Linked DNA regions of Sus scrofa: region 1 is linked to region 2. A link is a contact called in public Hi-C data. All regions are on one chromosome and are shown on one strand. Each heading gives the region's core, a stretch centred on a gene start, on an enhancer-like site or on the middle of the called end of the contact. The rest is flanking DNA. Distances are from core to core; before and after follow the strand shown. Region 1 overlaps SPATA13 (spermatogenesis-associated protein 13). Region 2 overlaps SPATA13 (spermatogenesis-associated protein 13).

Region 1 (6,654 bases), core at 2,227-4,726, 130 kb before region 2:
TTTTTAGTGACTCCACGGACAGGGTGGTGACAGCCGAGACAGGACTGCTGGTCCCCTGAGGACCTGGACTCAGGCCAAGGGACCAGAATTTCACCCCCATGGCTTTTGCAGCTTTGGTAGAGATGGCAACGCAGTAAGAGCCAAATGATGCCCGGATGTTGTGTTGCGGGAATAATTCTGCTCTCTAGCACACTTTGAAAGGGTCCTGGGACCCTTGAGGTCTGCAGACTCAGCTTGAGTACCGCTGAGTTAAGGCATCTCAGCTCCTGATCTCCTGGAACCCCACAGACTTTCATGGCTCTTCCTGCCCATCAAAGCAACGTGAATCAGACTCGGGAACTTTCTGCTCCTTTATGGCTTAGCCAAGCTCGAGTCTCCCAGTTGTCGGATTCAGCTTCTGGACGTTTTGTAGAGAAGGAGGTGTCATTAAAAAGGTCTATTAACATCGTCTTTCTTCTCGTTTGTTTTATATTTTGCGTGTAGAGCCCGGGGAAGCGTTCAGATTTATTCTTCAAGCAGTGGAAGCACAGTGTGAGTCTGTTAGATAAATACTAAGTCCTCTAAATCAAGTTCAAGCCTTGGTGGTTCTGTGGCAGCAAGCTGTCTTTCCCTAGATGCAGGCTTAAAGTTTCCAGTTCACAGAAAAAACTCCAGATCCCTAATAGCAAAGAAGTCCTGAAGGAAACGGCCTTGAATCTGCCGAAACAGAAGCACGAAGCTTAAAAAAGGAAGGGTGGTAGGGGAGGGAGTTCCGCTGTGGCTCAGTGGGTTAATAATTTGACCTCAGCAGCTCGGGTCGCTGTGGGGGTACAGGTTCAATCCCTGGCCTGTTGCGGCATTGCCACAGCTGTGGTGTAGGTCGCAGCTCCAGCTCAAATTCTTTTCTCTTTTCTTAGGGCTGCACCCGAGGCATATGGAGGTTCCCAGGCTAGGGGTTGAATCAGAGCTCTAGCTACTGGCCTGCACCATAGCTCACAGCAACGTGGGATCCTTAACCCAGTGAGTGAGGCCAGGGATCGAACCCGCGTCCTCATGGATGCTAGTCAGATTCGTTTCTGCTGAGCCACGACAGGAACTCCTATGGCTCGATTTCAATCCCTGACTTTCTATATGTGGCAGGGGCGGCCGCAAAAAAAGAAAAAAAAAAAAGAAGAAAAAAAGAAAAAGAAGGAACAAAGATGGCCTTTCATGCACGTCCCACAATTTGAGCCTCTTGGACCAAAGACTCAATTGTGATAGCAAATTGGGGAAGTAACATGTAGCTTAAAGCTGTAAAACAAAGACATGAATGAAGTCGTGACGCTGAAAGTAAGTCGGAAATCCGTCTCCCCTCCTTGACGGGCTGGTTGTCATTAAAAAAAAAAAAAAAAAAAAAAAAAAATGACCGGAATCCAAAATTGTAGGAAAACAAGTTTGAATCGTACAAGTGAAAGATCAGACATCCCCTGTCGTCCTTGAGAAGTGAGATGATTTCCTAAGGCATTTCAGTCGACTGGGACGCTGTGGAGACGAGCTGTGAGGGCAGCGTGTGAGGGGGACGGGAGCCCTGGCACCCTCTGGGCTGGTGGCCTGGCACGGGGAGGTGTGTGTGCTGTTTTCCGTCGTCTTCCCCAGGTCTGAGCATACCTGGGGTCCATCCTGCCCCGGGATCAGGATTGGCTACATCCCTGGGGGAAGGGGCGTCGCAAAAGGACAGGCTGCCCCTTTGTGAAAAGAGGCTTACAGTTTTGAAGAAAGGAGCAGCCGAGCGTCAAGCCAAACACCCATGGAGCCCCGTCTGCTCCTGAGCCCTGACGCTTGTGGCTCAGCCTTCCCTGCCCCTTCTGCCCGCCCGAAGCTGAGCTGTTCCGCCAGATCTCAGACGAGTCAGTTTTCTCTCCGATGCCTTCTCACTTTGCTCCACAACAATCGTCTCTTTCTTCTCTCGAGTCCAATAAGTTAGGGTCTGTCCCACTCCCTTGGCACTCAGGAGATGCTGTTAGTTTTAAATGAATTGCCAAGTAAGAGCTTGCTAATTGTTAATTAGGCTAATTAGAAACAGCTCCTTTGACCAGTTTGTGGGTTTTTTTTTTTTTTCTTTCTTTTTTTTTTTTTTTTGGCCCCATTCATGGCATATGGAAGTTCTGGGCCCAGAATCTCATCCGAGTCGCAGTATCGACCCACACCACAGCTGCGGCCATACCAGATCCAAACCCACTGTGCTGGGCCGGGGATCAAACCTCTGCTTTAGCGGCAACCAGAGTTGCTGCAGAGACAACGCCGGATCCTTAATGTGCTGAACCTCAGCGGGAACTCCTTGACCAGTGCTTTTAAAAAAAAGATTTGTTTTCCCCACAACTAGCAAAATTAATTGATCAGAGGTTCTTAATCTGGGGCTCACAGATTAGCTTCTGGGGTCCAAGAGTCCCCAGATATGACAGATAAAATTGTGAATGTCATTTTTCAGAAGCAGGACCCTCTAGTCCTCCGGCTAAGCTAGATGCTCAGCAGACAAACTCCGGCGGTCTTCGGGAGATGTTCCCCCCAAGACCTGCTGTCATGTGGTCGGGGGTGGGAGTGGGGGGCGTCGCACACAGTCTGATCCTTCAGACCCTCAACTATAGAAGCAAGTGCTTCCTTGGTCAGGATGTCATGTGTTGACGTGGGAATTCCAGCCATCTGGTCACCTCTGCAGTTCCGAGGGGTCTATGTTTGGGGGCGAAGCCTTGGCTCTTCCACCCCCCCCCGCCCCCTGCTTCTGGGCTGCCACGCAAACTCGCGGGCTTCATGCCAGGGAAGCAGGACACGTGATGGCGGCGTTTGGCAAGGCGCAGGCACGGGGTCGGCGGACGTTTTCTGTAAGGGGCCAAGAGTGAGTGTTCCAGGCTCTTGGCAGGTCACATGGTCCCTGTGACAACCACTTCCTCTACCGTGGCTGCGGGAGGACAGCCAGGGGTAAACAGGAGATGCGGCCGTGGCCGCGCTCCGCGCTGGGCGCAGAGGCAGGCAGCAGCTGCACGTGGCCCGCTGGCCCGAGCGTGCTGACCTCGGAGCTGATTCCTGGCTCCTCGGGACTGAAATCGGGGTTATAATCAAAAAGCCCAGCCCTGGGGAATCAGGCGGTCCTTTGAGCTCCGTGCGCATCACCCGCGGCGTGTCGTGTACGCTAAGAACCAGCTCCTGTCCCAGGTGGTGGCAGCCCAGGGACGTGGGCAGGGAGGAGGGGGCCCTCGGGTCACCACCCTCGGTTCTCAGGCACCTTCATCAGAGACAATGGAAAAGGTTATTGTTGATGCCACGCCACAAACAGGAGAGGCCGGGTCCTGCTGTAAAGCCCGGGTCACCCCCTGCTCCCTCCTCTGTCATTGGTCACCCTTCTTTCTCTGTCCCGGGCAGAGGAGGAAGGAAAGGTCACCGTGTGTGATGCCCCAGGGCTCTGAGAACAGTCTCTTGATTGTTTCCCTCTAAAGTCTGCCTTTGCACCTGGGGCGCCGTACTGCTGGCCGCCCCCCACCAGCTGCTCACCAGCGCCTTTCCCGGACCTTCCAGACCTTCCAGGCCGGAGGAGAGTGGGGCGGGGGCTGGGGAATCAGAGGCAGGAACTCAGGCCTCTCGGAAGCTGATTCACAACTTTGAATGATCTGAAAACACGGGAGGGGCTTAGGCCGTTCAACTTGCAAACCTGAACTTTAAAAGTTGGCACAACCTCGCCCTTGGGTAGAGTCCCTTTTAATCACATTTCATCAAAGGCAACGCTTCTTGGTTACTCTCAGCTGGAAGTCTTGGATTTCATTCTTTTTATTTTTTATTTTTTAATTTTTAAATTGTTTTTCTTTTTAGGGCCGTACCCCTGGCATATGGAGGTTCCCAGGCTAGGGGTCGAATCAGAGCTGTAGCTTCCAGCCTACACCACAGCCACAGCAATGCTGGATCAGAGCTGCGTCTGCAACCTAGACCACAGCTCAGGGCAATGCCGGATCCTTAACCCAGTGAGTGAGGCCAGGGATCGAACCGGCATCCCCGTGGTTCCTAGTCGGATTTGTTGCCACTGCGCCACAACGGGAACTCCATTCTTTTTATGTTTTAAATTTATTTTGTTGAAGTCGAGTTGATTTCCACTGTTGTGTTCATTTCTGCCGTGCTGCAAAGTGACTCAGTTACACACACGTGTACACGCTTCTTTCGTAGTCTTTCCCATGGTGGTTTATCACAGGGTATGGAATCCACTTCCCTGTGCTCTCGAGAGGACCTGGTTGTTCATCCGCCCTGTGCGTCATAGTTTGCATCTGCTAACCCCAAACCCCCAGTCCCCACTGTGCCCTTGGCAACCCCAAGTCTGCGCTCTGTGTCTGTGTTTCCGGAGAAGGTCATTCGTGTCGGTCTCGTTCCAGGTGGCCCTTCCCCTCGCCGCCCACTGCTCTGCCCCTCGGGGGACCCTTCACTTGTGAACACCTGCCTCACCTCTAGTAAGTGGTCATTTGTTCTCCCGACCGTGCACGTGACTGGGACCGAGGGACATTCCGCAGTTGGCTCTGGCCCCGTGTCTTCTCTGCCGGAACTTGGTTTTCTGCCAACTAATAATGCTCGCCTGTGGATCTGCCCCAGGAAAGCACCCTTCTGTCACCTCTGGTGCTGCCCCTCCCCGCAGAGGCTGGGCCCCCACCTCTCCTTGGGCTGCTGTCCTTGTGGCTGATGGTGGCTGGCGGCGGCGGGGCCCTGCAGCCGACAGGCTGGGTTTGCCCCCGGCCCTGGCACAGGCACCATCTGGTCTGATTGGCACCTTCGGACTCTCCTAAACTTCCATTAAGCCCACTCAGCAGTGATTCTGCAGATGAAGGGGCAGGATGCTGGGCGGCCAAGGGAACAGCAGGTGCCACTGGTCCAGCTGAACTGGCAGAGGGCAGAGGGCGTGGTCCTGGGGGGGCGGGGGAGGATAACCACCTCACCACCCATCAGGCCGGGGACAGGGCGCGGATGTTTTTACCACCAGAAACCCTACTTCCAAACCAGAGAAAGGGGGCTTTGAGCCCTGAGGTTCTGAGGCCTCCAGGGGGTTAGTGGCTGAGCCAAGATTTGAAACCAAGTCTCTCCCAGGCTGCCTGTCCATCGAGGCTGTCTGTCCTGCTCTTTTTAAGAGAACCCAGGTAGGAATTAAAGTTTGGGGAGGCAACTCCTGAAGCCACCTGTCCGATGCTGGCCGTCTCAGCTGCGCCCTCAGCCAGGATGGGGTTGAAGAGGGAGAGATCAGAGGGCTGATGCTGAAGACGAGGTGGGTCCTGGGTCCAGGGTCCAGGGAGGGCAGCAAAGCCGGGTGGGGCCAGCTTCGTATCACTCAGGGTTCCTGAGGGGAAGTGACCCAAAGAGAATGCAGCTGGGATTTCTCCGCCATGCGTGCAGGTTTTGTCCATTGAAAGGCGGGGAGAAAAGGATTGCAAGGCGCCTCTGTTTTAAGTCCTTCAGTAGTTTCAATCCCTTCTCTCTGGCTCTTGCTCATTGTTCGTTGCAGCGCCTTTATAAAGCCCTTCCTTGTTTTCCAAGATCAGAGGCTGTGGTTGGCCGATCACAGGAAACTTTGGCTCAAATGAGACCACAACGGGAGCTAAAACGCTGTAGCTGTGGCCCATCAGAAGACCCCTGGTGGTGGTGGGAGCAGCGGGGGTGGCATGGGGCAGGTGCCCTGGGACCCTTCAAAGTCGCATGTAGACACGCGCCACAAAAGCAGTTCTACTCTGAAACACCAAGGAGAGCAACCTGTGCTCTTCAGTCCAGGAGCCTCATGGGATGGGGCAGGACGGCGCTGCCAGGGGTCAGGTGTACCCCCCGCTGCGTGCTGGGAACTCGGGGACGCTGGGAAAGCTTGATTCTCATAGCAGAGGTGCCACAGTCTCTTTTTATAGCCTCTCCTGGCGGTTCCAGTGCGCCACGGGCTACGTGGACTTTAAAGAGGTCTGCAACCTGAATTCTCATTAAAAAGGGTTTCTGTTTTTGTTTGCTCCCTCTTTCCCTCCCTTTCGTTCTTCTTAAAATTGAAATGTAGGGAGTTCCCATTGTGGCACAGCAGAAACGAACCTGACTAGGAACCATGAAGTTGCAGGTTCGATTCCTGGCCTTGCTCAGTGGGTGAAGGATCTGGCGTGGCCGTGAGCTATGGTGTAGGTTGCAGACGCAGCTCAGATCTGGCGTTGCTGTGGCTGTGGCGTAGGCTGGCAGCTGTAGCTCTGATTCGACCCCTAGCCTGGGAACCTCCATATGGCCGCGGGTGCGGCCCTAAAAAGACGAAAGAAAAAAAATGGAAAGAAAGAAAGAAAGAAATGCCTTGCTTATGCATGTAACCCAAGCAGCCTGGTCAAAACGGGAATTCCTCCGAGTCAGGCGCAGAGGCTGCCCCAGGCGGCCAGCGGTGGAGTCCGGGAGTCGGCATCCGAGCCGGCCCTCCGGGGGACGCCCACACGGGGGCTCTGAGAACCGCACTTAAGGAAACGCCTGGGACCGTCCATCAGAAACGGGTCCTCGGAGGTCGGCTGTTGTTCGAGTCAAGTTCGGCTTGGACAGTTGGACAGTTGGACAGTTGGACAGTTGACGGGGTGTGCAAGTGTATGGAAATAGATGTGCGAACACAGGTGACCCTGGTCTGCGTCGCTGATGAAGCCCTTCGCGCGGGCGTCCTGGTTAATG
Region 2 (7,662 bases), core at 3,787-6,286:
TGGTTAACAAATCCGACTAGGAACCATGAGGTTGCGGGTTCGATCCCTGGCCCAGCTCAGTGGGTTAAGGATCCAGCGTTGCCGTGAGCTGTGGTGTAGGTCACAATGCGGCTCAGATCCCGTGTTGCTGTGCCTTTGGTGTAGGCCGGTGGCTACAGCTCCTATTAGACCCCTAGCCTGGGAACCTCCATATGCCACGGGTGTGGCCCAAAAAAAAAAAAAAAAAAGGTAATGGGAGTTCCTGCTGTGGCGTAGTGGGTTAATGATCCAGTTTGTTTCTGGGGTGTTGCCGGTTGGATCCCCGGCCCCGCACAGCGGGTTAGGGATCTGGTGTTTCTGTGGCTGTGGAGCAGGTAGCAGCTGCGGCTCAGATTTGGTCCCTGACCCCGGGACTTCCAAATGCCATGGGTACGGCCAAAAACTGGGTGGGGGGTGGGGAAGAAAGAATGGCTCTGCCCCCACATCCTCCTTTAGACGTTTCCTCACTGGTCCTTACATGTCCAGCGGGCCTTTGCCTGGGCCGGATGGCTTGAGAACCAGAGGTGCTCCAGCTGGGAATCAGAGCAGTGACCTGTGAGGGGGCCCCCTGGGCTGTGTCACTTGACCCCAGTCCAAATGCAGCTCTCATGGGTCACACCCATTGATGTTCCAGCATGGCAGTGTGTGTCATTTCTTGCTGATCCGTCTAGAATTCCATTTCCTATGACCTCTAACTGCGAAGTGTATGCTTTCCGAAGAAGGGGGTCCTGCTGGGAGCGTGACTGAGAATATTCTGGTCCCGAGCATTTGCTTCTGTGACAGCCTGTGCAGTGCCCTCGAAGAGCTGGGATCCTGTTAGGATCACACGGAGAAGTCTGAGGCCCGGGGCGGGGGGCGGGGGCATGACCCCCGTGCAGCCCCCAGCCCAGGGACCCTCTAACTCTGAGGCCAGTCTCGCGGAGGGATGTGCCTGGCCTTGCCTGTTGTCCCTGGGACCTTTGCAGCAGCTCGCAGGGGGCAGACCCCACGTCTTATCTTCGCTGCCTGGGGCTCGCCTGCCCCCAGCCTTCCGGGACCCCCACCCTGACCCCTATTCATCTCCGTCAGGTCTCTACTCTCCTTTTTTTAGGTTCAAGATAGTTCCATCTTTGTTATTACGGGGGTTTTTTGCACTTAAAGTGGCTTTGAACGTTTCACCAAAGACAGAATATAATCCTTGCTTCATGTCGGCCCCTCTGAGTCCCTGGCATATTTAGAACATTATTAAGCTCTGGGTAGAAGGGGCCGGGTCAGTGGGTGTGATGCTGGGGTCTTCCTGAGTCTGTCACATGCTCCTGCCGCATTCCAGCAGGGCTTCCAGAAGCTTCTGACACATGGGAGCTGGAAGCATCTGTCCTGAAGCTGAGGAGAGGGGTGGGGCCACTGGTGCCCAGTCTCCCCCGGGGCAGGACTGGAGGTTTGGGCGAGGCTGATGGGACTGAGGGGTGACAGGCTGGGGAGGAGGTCGGAAGTGACCCTGGGAGGGAGGAAGACCCCAGGGTGTGTTTGGAGGGGAAGATGAGGGATGGGGCCGGTCGCCTGCACACGGCCCCCTCATAGGGGGTGGGTTAGGAGGGTGGACAGTGACGGTGGCTGTGCCCACAGAAGGGGTGTCACCCGTGGGGTGCAGTGACACCTCCAGCCACAGTGCCCTTCCCAAGCGGGTGCCCTGTGAGTAAGCGAGGAGCAGGGCTCGCGAGCCCATGGAGGCTTCTGGCCACAAGTCTTGGCTGTTGAAAGAAGAGTAAAACCCCACAGAAGCCGCCTGGGAGCTCCCGAGTTTCCAGTAAGTCCCTCTGTGAAAGTCCGATGCTGGCCAAGGGGCTTCCCTGGGTGAGGGCAGTGCTCACTGGCCTTCGCCTCTGCCAGGTTGTCCTCACATTGGGGACCAGCTGGTTCTTCTGAGCTGGGGGGCGGGAGGTGGGGGGCAGGGGGAGACCAGGCTTCCTGCTTGGAGGATGAGCTCAGGTGCTCAGCAGGTGTCTGGGGTGCTCAGGATCCCTCCTTCAAAGTTCAGGGACACATGATGTGCCTGGGACGGCTCCTCACATCACCCCCTTCTTCTAACAAAGGGCCCCCCGGCACCCCTTCCAGGCCTGGGCGGTGCAGCCCCATGGTGGGGGCCTCTGCTTGGGGACAGTGGCTGGTCACCCCTGTTCTGTTCCTGTGGCTACTCAGGGCGTCTCCTGAAGGAGGATTCCATCAAACAACTGCCAAATTCAGTTCACTCCAAAGAAGACCGGTCAAATTACACAATACAAGGCATTTTAGCAACTGCTTTCAGAGCAGAAACCAGTGTGCAGCTGCTGATGGCACAGGCAGGGAGAGCCGTTTTCCATGGGGTTCTATGCCTAGAATGACATTTTATGCAAAAAAAGCAAAACCAAAAAACTTGAGCAGTAAAACAAGTGCAGGAAAGAGACAACACAGATAAATCCACTTATAAAAGGTTTTTGTTTATTTGTTTTTGCTTTTGTGGGCACACCTGTGGCCTATGATAGTTCCCCGGCCAGAGATCAAATCCAAAGCACATATGCCACCTACACTACAGCTGCAGCCACACCGGATCCTTAACCCGCTGTGCCTTCATAAAGGGTTTTTTCCAAACGCTGGGTATACAAGCTGGGCTGATCCTTGGAGGTGGGGGGTTCTGCGCAGCCTGCGCAGTGAGACCAGTGACGCACGGCTCCAGATTCTGCCAAATCCATCTCTTGAGCAGAAATGTTTTTGCTCCAGTGACCTTGAAAGTGCCTTCAAGATCAGGGCCACCCGTCCGGAAAACTTGCTTTGCTCTGCATGGTCAGTGCAGCGGAGGCGCCATGGCTGGGGTGACATCCGTCTTGGGTTGGTCGCAGCCGGAGGTGGTCCTAACTGTGAACTTGGGAGGTGGCCGCTGAGAAAGGGGGGCCAGGGAGGAAGCTTAGGAAGCAAGACAGGCCATCTTCAGCCTTTTCCTTGGGTAGTCTTCCTTGGCCTTTTCAACTCTGATGTTTAAAGTGGGGGTGGGATGTTCCCGTTGTGGCTCAGCAGGTTAAGAACTCAACTAGTGTCCGTGAGGACACAGGTTCAATCCCTGGTCTCAATCAGTGGGTTAAGGATCCGGTGTTGCCAAAAGCTCTGGCATAAGCCGGCAGCTGCAGCTCTGATTCGACCCCTAGCCTGGGAACTCCCTTATGCCCCAGGTATAGCCCTAAAAGGAAAAAAAGAACAAGAAAAGTAAAAAAAATAAGTAAAGCGAGGGGTGTTCGGAGGCTGGCACCTTTTCTGAGCGTTGGGATAACACCGGGAGCACAGCACAGACGAAGACCTACCCTAGTTCACCCGGTTAGACCCACCAGCCCCCGACCTCAGGAAGAGCTTCCTCTGCCTCTGGAAACCCTCAAAATTGACAGGGCAAACATCCATCCCCAATGGGAAACCCCATTGTCACCCGCAGGAATGCGGTTTAGCTCTAGCCTCGTAACCCAGATAAGGCCAGCCGAGACGGTCACACCTGGTGCAGAGTTGACACCCTTCCCAGAGACACACTGGCTCGGTCCCAGCCGCAGCTGGGCTTTCCGGTACACTTTGTTTTTAGACACTCACATGATTGGCTACTTAAAGAAGCCGGGGCCCTGATTGGCTGTTTAAATGAAACCGGGGCCCTGATTGGCTGTTTAAAAGAAGCATCCTCCCATCTCACCTGGAGAGGCCTGACGGTACCCTGTCCATGGGGAGGACAGCTTTTCCCACGTGGGGCTGCAGGGAGAGGAAGAAGGTCTGGTATTAAGGACGGGGCAGTAGGGAAGGGAACTTCATCCTTGGAACTGGAATCCTCAGTGAATCTTAGACGCATTTGCCAATGGAAATGTTATTATACATTATGGTTAAACGCAGTGTTTAACTTATCACTTAACTGTTATCACTTAGATATGGTTTGATGGACAGAGTCTGTGGGGAAATGGATTGCTCATAAATAACCCTTTAGAATACAGTGTGTCCCAGGAGCTCCCGCTGTGGTACAACAGGATCAGCAGCATCTTGGGAGCGCTGGGACCCAGGTTGGATCCCCAGCCCCGCACAGCAAGTTAAGGACCCGGCATTACCCCAACCGCAGCTTGGATCTGATCCTTGGCCCTTGAACTCTATATGCCGCGGGTGGCCACAAAAAAAAAAGAATATGTCCTGTCCCCAAAATGCGGATGCTAGAATTTGAGCTCCCAGTCAGAGCCCTGATTTAACCAAGGTTCTGGGAATGATGTTGGAATGAATCCTAGGGAAACGGGAGAATAAGATGGGCAGGGCCAGCAGGCAGCCCTGAACCTCCTACGGAGCACAGGCCAGCCTCTCAGCTGGCGGTGATCGGGCCCCACGTGTGCCAGAGCCTTAGTCACAGAAGGCAGAGGATGCAGAGTTTGATAAGACGTGGCTTCTGCCTTTCGGCCTTGTCCGAGTTTCATGGGGAACGTGGGTAGACCAGAGCTACAGAGCAGCGCGGCCAGTGCTCAAGCAGCAGGGCACTCGGGAGCCCCCAGGAAGGGGCTGTGTCAGGAGTCGGGAGAGTTGCTCTAGGGGAGCTGATTTGAGTTAAAGATACATGTTTGTTCGGCAGGGCAAGAGAAGCATCTCTAGATATTGCAAACAAAGGGCATCTAATGGAGGGATTACTTTACACGGCTGAGATACCAGAGAGAAGCCAGAGGAGCTCAGGCGGGCGGGGGCGGGGGGGGGGGGACGACACATGCTGGAAGGAGGGCGGTGCCAGTGTAGCCGGCCTGGTGCCTTGGCACAGGAGGAGGCCCTGGGAGGGGTGTGGGGGCAGGCCAGGACCCCTGCAGAAGCAGGAGCCAGCTCAGTTGGAAACCGTCCATTAAGGAAGTTGTGTTTCCCTAATACAGAGAGCCAAGAGTGGCTGTGAGAGGCTCTCAGAGCCGTTGAGGAAATGGCCCAGAATTGTTGCAATGTGAGGAAGGGCCCCTAAGGGGAGTCCTCTGAGGTCCAGAGGCACAGCGACACGGGATGAAGTGCCGCCTGTCCATTTGCATTCGGAACAGACCCCAAGGCGGGGCGGGAGGTGAGTCAGACCAGTCGGGACAGTGCTCGGAAGGCTGACACCCGGGAGCATGGCCAGGACAGTCACATCTGCAGCGGATCTGGGCTCACTGATGAGAAGTGGGGAGAAAGGGGGAGGGCTAGGAGGGCCCCTGCATTTTGGCCAGTATGGGGCAGCTCTGGGGCTGGAGCCGGGTCCCCTGCTGCTCTCACCTGTGCTGGCACCTGTCCTGGCTTGACACAGGGTCCTGACCTTGCAGGTTCTGCTGTGCTGTGATTCAAGGCCCGGTGCTTTCACCCCTTCAACCTTCCAGAATTAGTGCTTCCTTCCGGTGTCACATTTTCTATAATTTACCAGGATGTAAATTACAAGAACCTCCTTGTTGGTACTTTAGCCTGCTATATGTTCCTCACTTTCAAATTCAAGTTCAAGTTCTTATTTAAGAATTACTGCTCATAGTTGTTTTCAGAGAATGCTCAGTAGGAATGAATAGACGTGTTCCCGTCTAAAGTTCATGCAATCCAGAATCCAGCTTGTAGACAATGGATTTCACAATATTCCCAGCTGAAATTCTTTCTCGTAGTTCTGTTCATAAATACGTCTGGCCGAGCTCCCACAATTTACAAGACTTGCTACAAAACCACTGATTGAATTGCAACCCCTGTTACTGAATAGAGGTCAAAGTATTAGTTCTAAATAATGCAAGTTGGTATGTTACTCGGAAATTCCAGGAAAAGCTTTTTTCCGTGATTTTCAGTTTCATTGCAGGCAGCAGACAAAAGTCACGTTGTTCTGCTCTGTGGACAGAATAGCAAGTCGCTGGTCTTTAAAAAGCATGTTGCCCCAATGAGAAACTCAGATATGCGTGTATTTTGCTGGCTTTCTATCCTAAAACGTATATATGATCTTTAGGTAAATGTTTTTCTTTTTTTATATATAATGATTTTTATTTTTTCCATTGTTGCTGGTTTACAGTGTTCTGTCAATTTTCTACTGTACAGCAGGGTGACCCAGTCACACATACATGTATACAGTCTTTTTTCTCACATTATCCTGCTCCATCATAAGTGACTAGATAGAGTTCCCAGTGCTACACAGCAGGATCTCATTGCTTATCCATTCCAAAGGCAGAAGTTTGTATTTATTAGAGCCAAATTCCCAATCCATCGGAAAATGTTTTTTAGTGTCGTGAAAGTCCGAATCCCTTCACGTTGGAGTAATAAAACGGTACACGATGATGAATTGTTAGCATTGGTACAGATAGTGACACGGCAGCATAACTGATACACAGGTCACCTCAAGATAAACTTAACTAAGTGGACAAAGCATACTTCTTCCTCTCAAAGACCTAAGAGCCTGGTTCTGAAGGAAGCGACATAAACCTGTTGAAAGGATGAATATAAGCATCAGCCTAGGCCTTGTGAGGCAATTTACTGAGATGCCTGGAGCCCAGGGACTAGGGGGGCTAATTCACTCTAGGGGCGTCTGCAGGGATTTTGCAACGAAGGTGACATCGGCAGCCAGTATCAGAGTGTCTGGCTGGTTGACTAAGGCCATGTCGGCTTTTCTTTTTCTTTCTTTCTTTCTTTTTTTTTTTTTTTTGGCTTTATCAAGTTATTGTATTTATTTTATTTTTTTTTTATTACTCAATGAATTTATCACATCTGTAGTTGTATAATGATGTCGGCTTTTCTAAACCTGTTTTCACCCAGTTCCCCCCATTCCATGCCATGGAACCATCCTTCCAGCCGTATTCTTCTTGATGTAAGGTCAAGATCATCCCAGTTTGCCAAGCAAGACCTTTCTGGTTTCGGCCCTGACAGTTCCACGTCCTAGAGGACACCCCATCCATGCATGGGCCAATGGGGGCAGCTGGTCCCCCTGCTCTACTGCCCCCAAATCTTCCTGCACTTCATACCTCTTTCCCCCCAGAGTGGCCATGACCTTGTCATCACCTTGAATTCATCTGTGGCTCACACAGATCCTCAGCCAACAGGGGCTCATGACTAGAATGGCTGCTTGAGATGTGCCTGAATGTTGGCACCTCTTATTTGGTAGATGGCGCAGAAGCACAGATGGTTGAAAAGACTTACTCAAGATGCATGTGCCAGTTTAGACCCAGACCTGACCCCGGTCTTCCATAGAACCTTCTCAAACCACCCAACGTTAAAGCAACGCGCCCCTGCACCCTGAGCCCTTGGGGTCAGGGGAAGAGTTTGGTCTTTGGTTGTAAAAGGTCTCATAGCGCCCTCTAGTGGTGGCGTCACCGTGTCTTCATCCAGGCAGATTCTGTCCCGTGTCCCGTGGGGGTCTAACAGGATGGTTATTATTACATTGTAGTCAGCTCCTGGGACCAGAGTTGACCGTTGGCATAAACAGCTTCATTTCAAGACTGTGAGAAGCTAAGACAACCACCGTGCCCTGTCCCACCCAGGGTAGGCAAGGGGACAAGTGGGGCTGCATGTTGAATTCATTCTGCCGCATCCAGCCTCAGTACCAGGGCGATTCAAGATTTTGCTGAAATGGGAGTTCCCGCTGTGGCATGGTGGGTCAAGGGTACCACTGCAGCAGCTCAAGTCGCTGCAGATGTGCAGGTTCCATCCCTCTCCAGG

Evidence for each region. Hi-C and Micro-C count contacts between places; a contact is called where the count stands out from the background.
Region 1: a contact with region 2 is called in a Hi-C map of epiblast stem cells, with 2.4 times the contacts expected there. The contact joins two enhancer-like sites. A contact is called at or near these places in 1 of 5 promoter capture datasets (fetal skeletal muscle), 33 of 47 Hi-C or Micro-C datasets (adipose tissue, alveolar macrophages, blood and 18 more) and 2 of 2 datasets of contacts at active chromatin or transcription factors (alveolar macrophages and skeletal muscle).

The regions. Positions count from the first base shown.
Region 1 is chr11:3,001,348-3,008,001 of Sscrofa11.1, reverse strand. The region is part of intron 4 of SPATA13 (spermatogenesis-associated protein 13); the gene reads left to right. Among named protein-coding and RNA genes, the nearest start is that of AMER2, 120 kb to the left of the region's middle. Within about 2 kb of position 3,476, at least 9 of the 83 cell types and tissues checked have an H3K27ac peak or open chromatin away from gene starts, as enhancers often do. A contact at or near this core is called in epiblast stem cells, where this site is marked.
Region 2 is chr11:2,868,260-2,875,921 of Sscrofa11.1, reverse strand. All of the region lies in intron 4 of SPATA13 (spermatogenesis-associated protein 13), which reads left to right. Among named protein-coding and RNA genes, the nearest start is that of MIPEP, 81 kb to the right of the region's middle. Within about 2 kb of position 5,036, at least 32 of the 83 cell types and tissues checked have an H3K27ac peak or open chromatin away from gene starts, as enhancers often do. A contact at or near this core is called in epiblast stem cells, where this site is marked.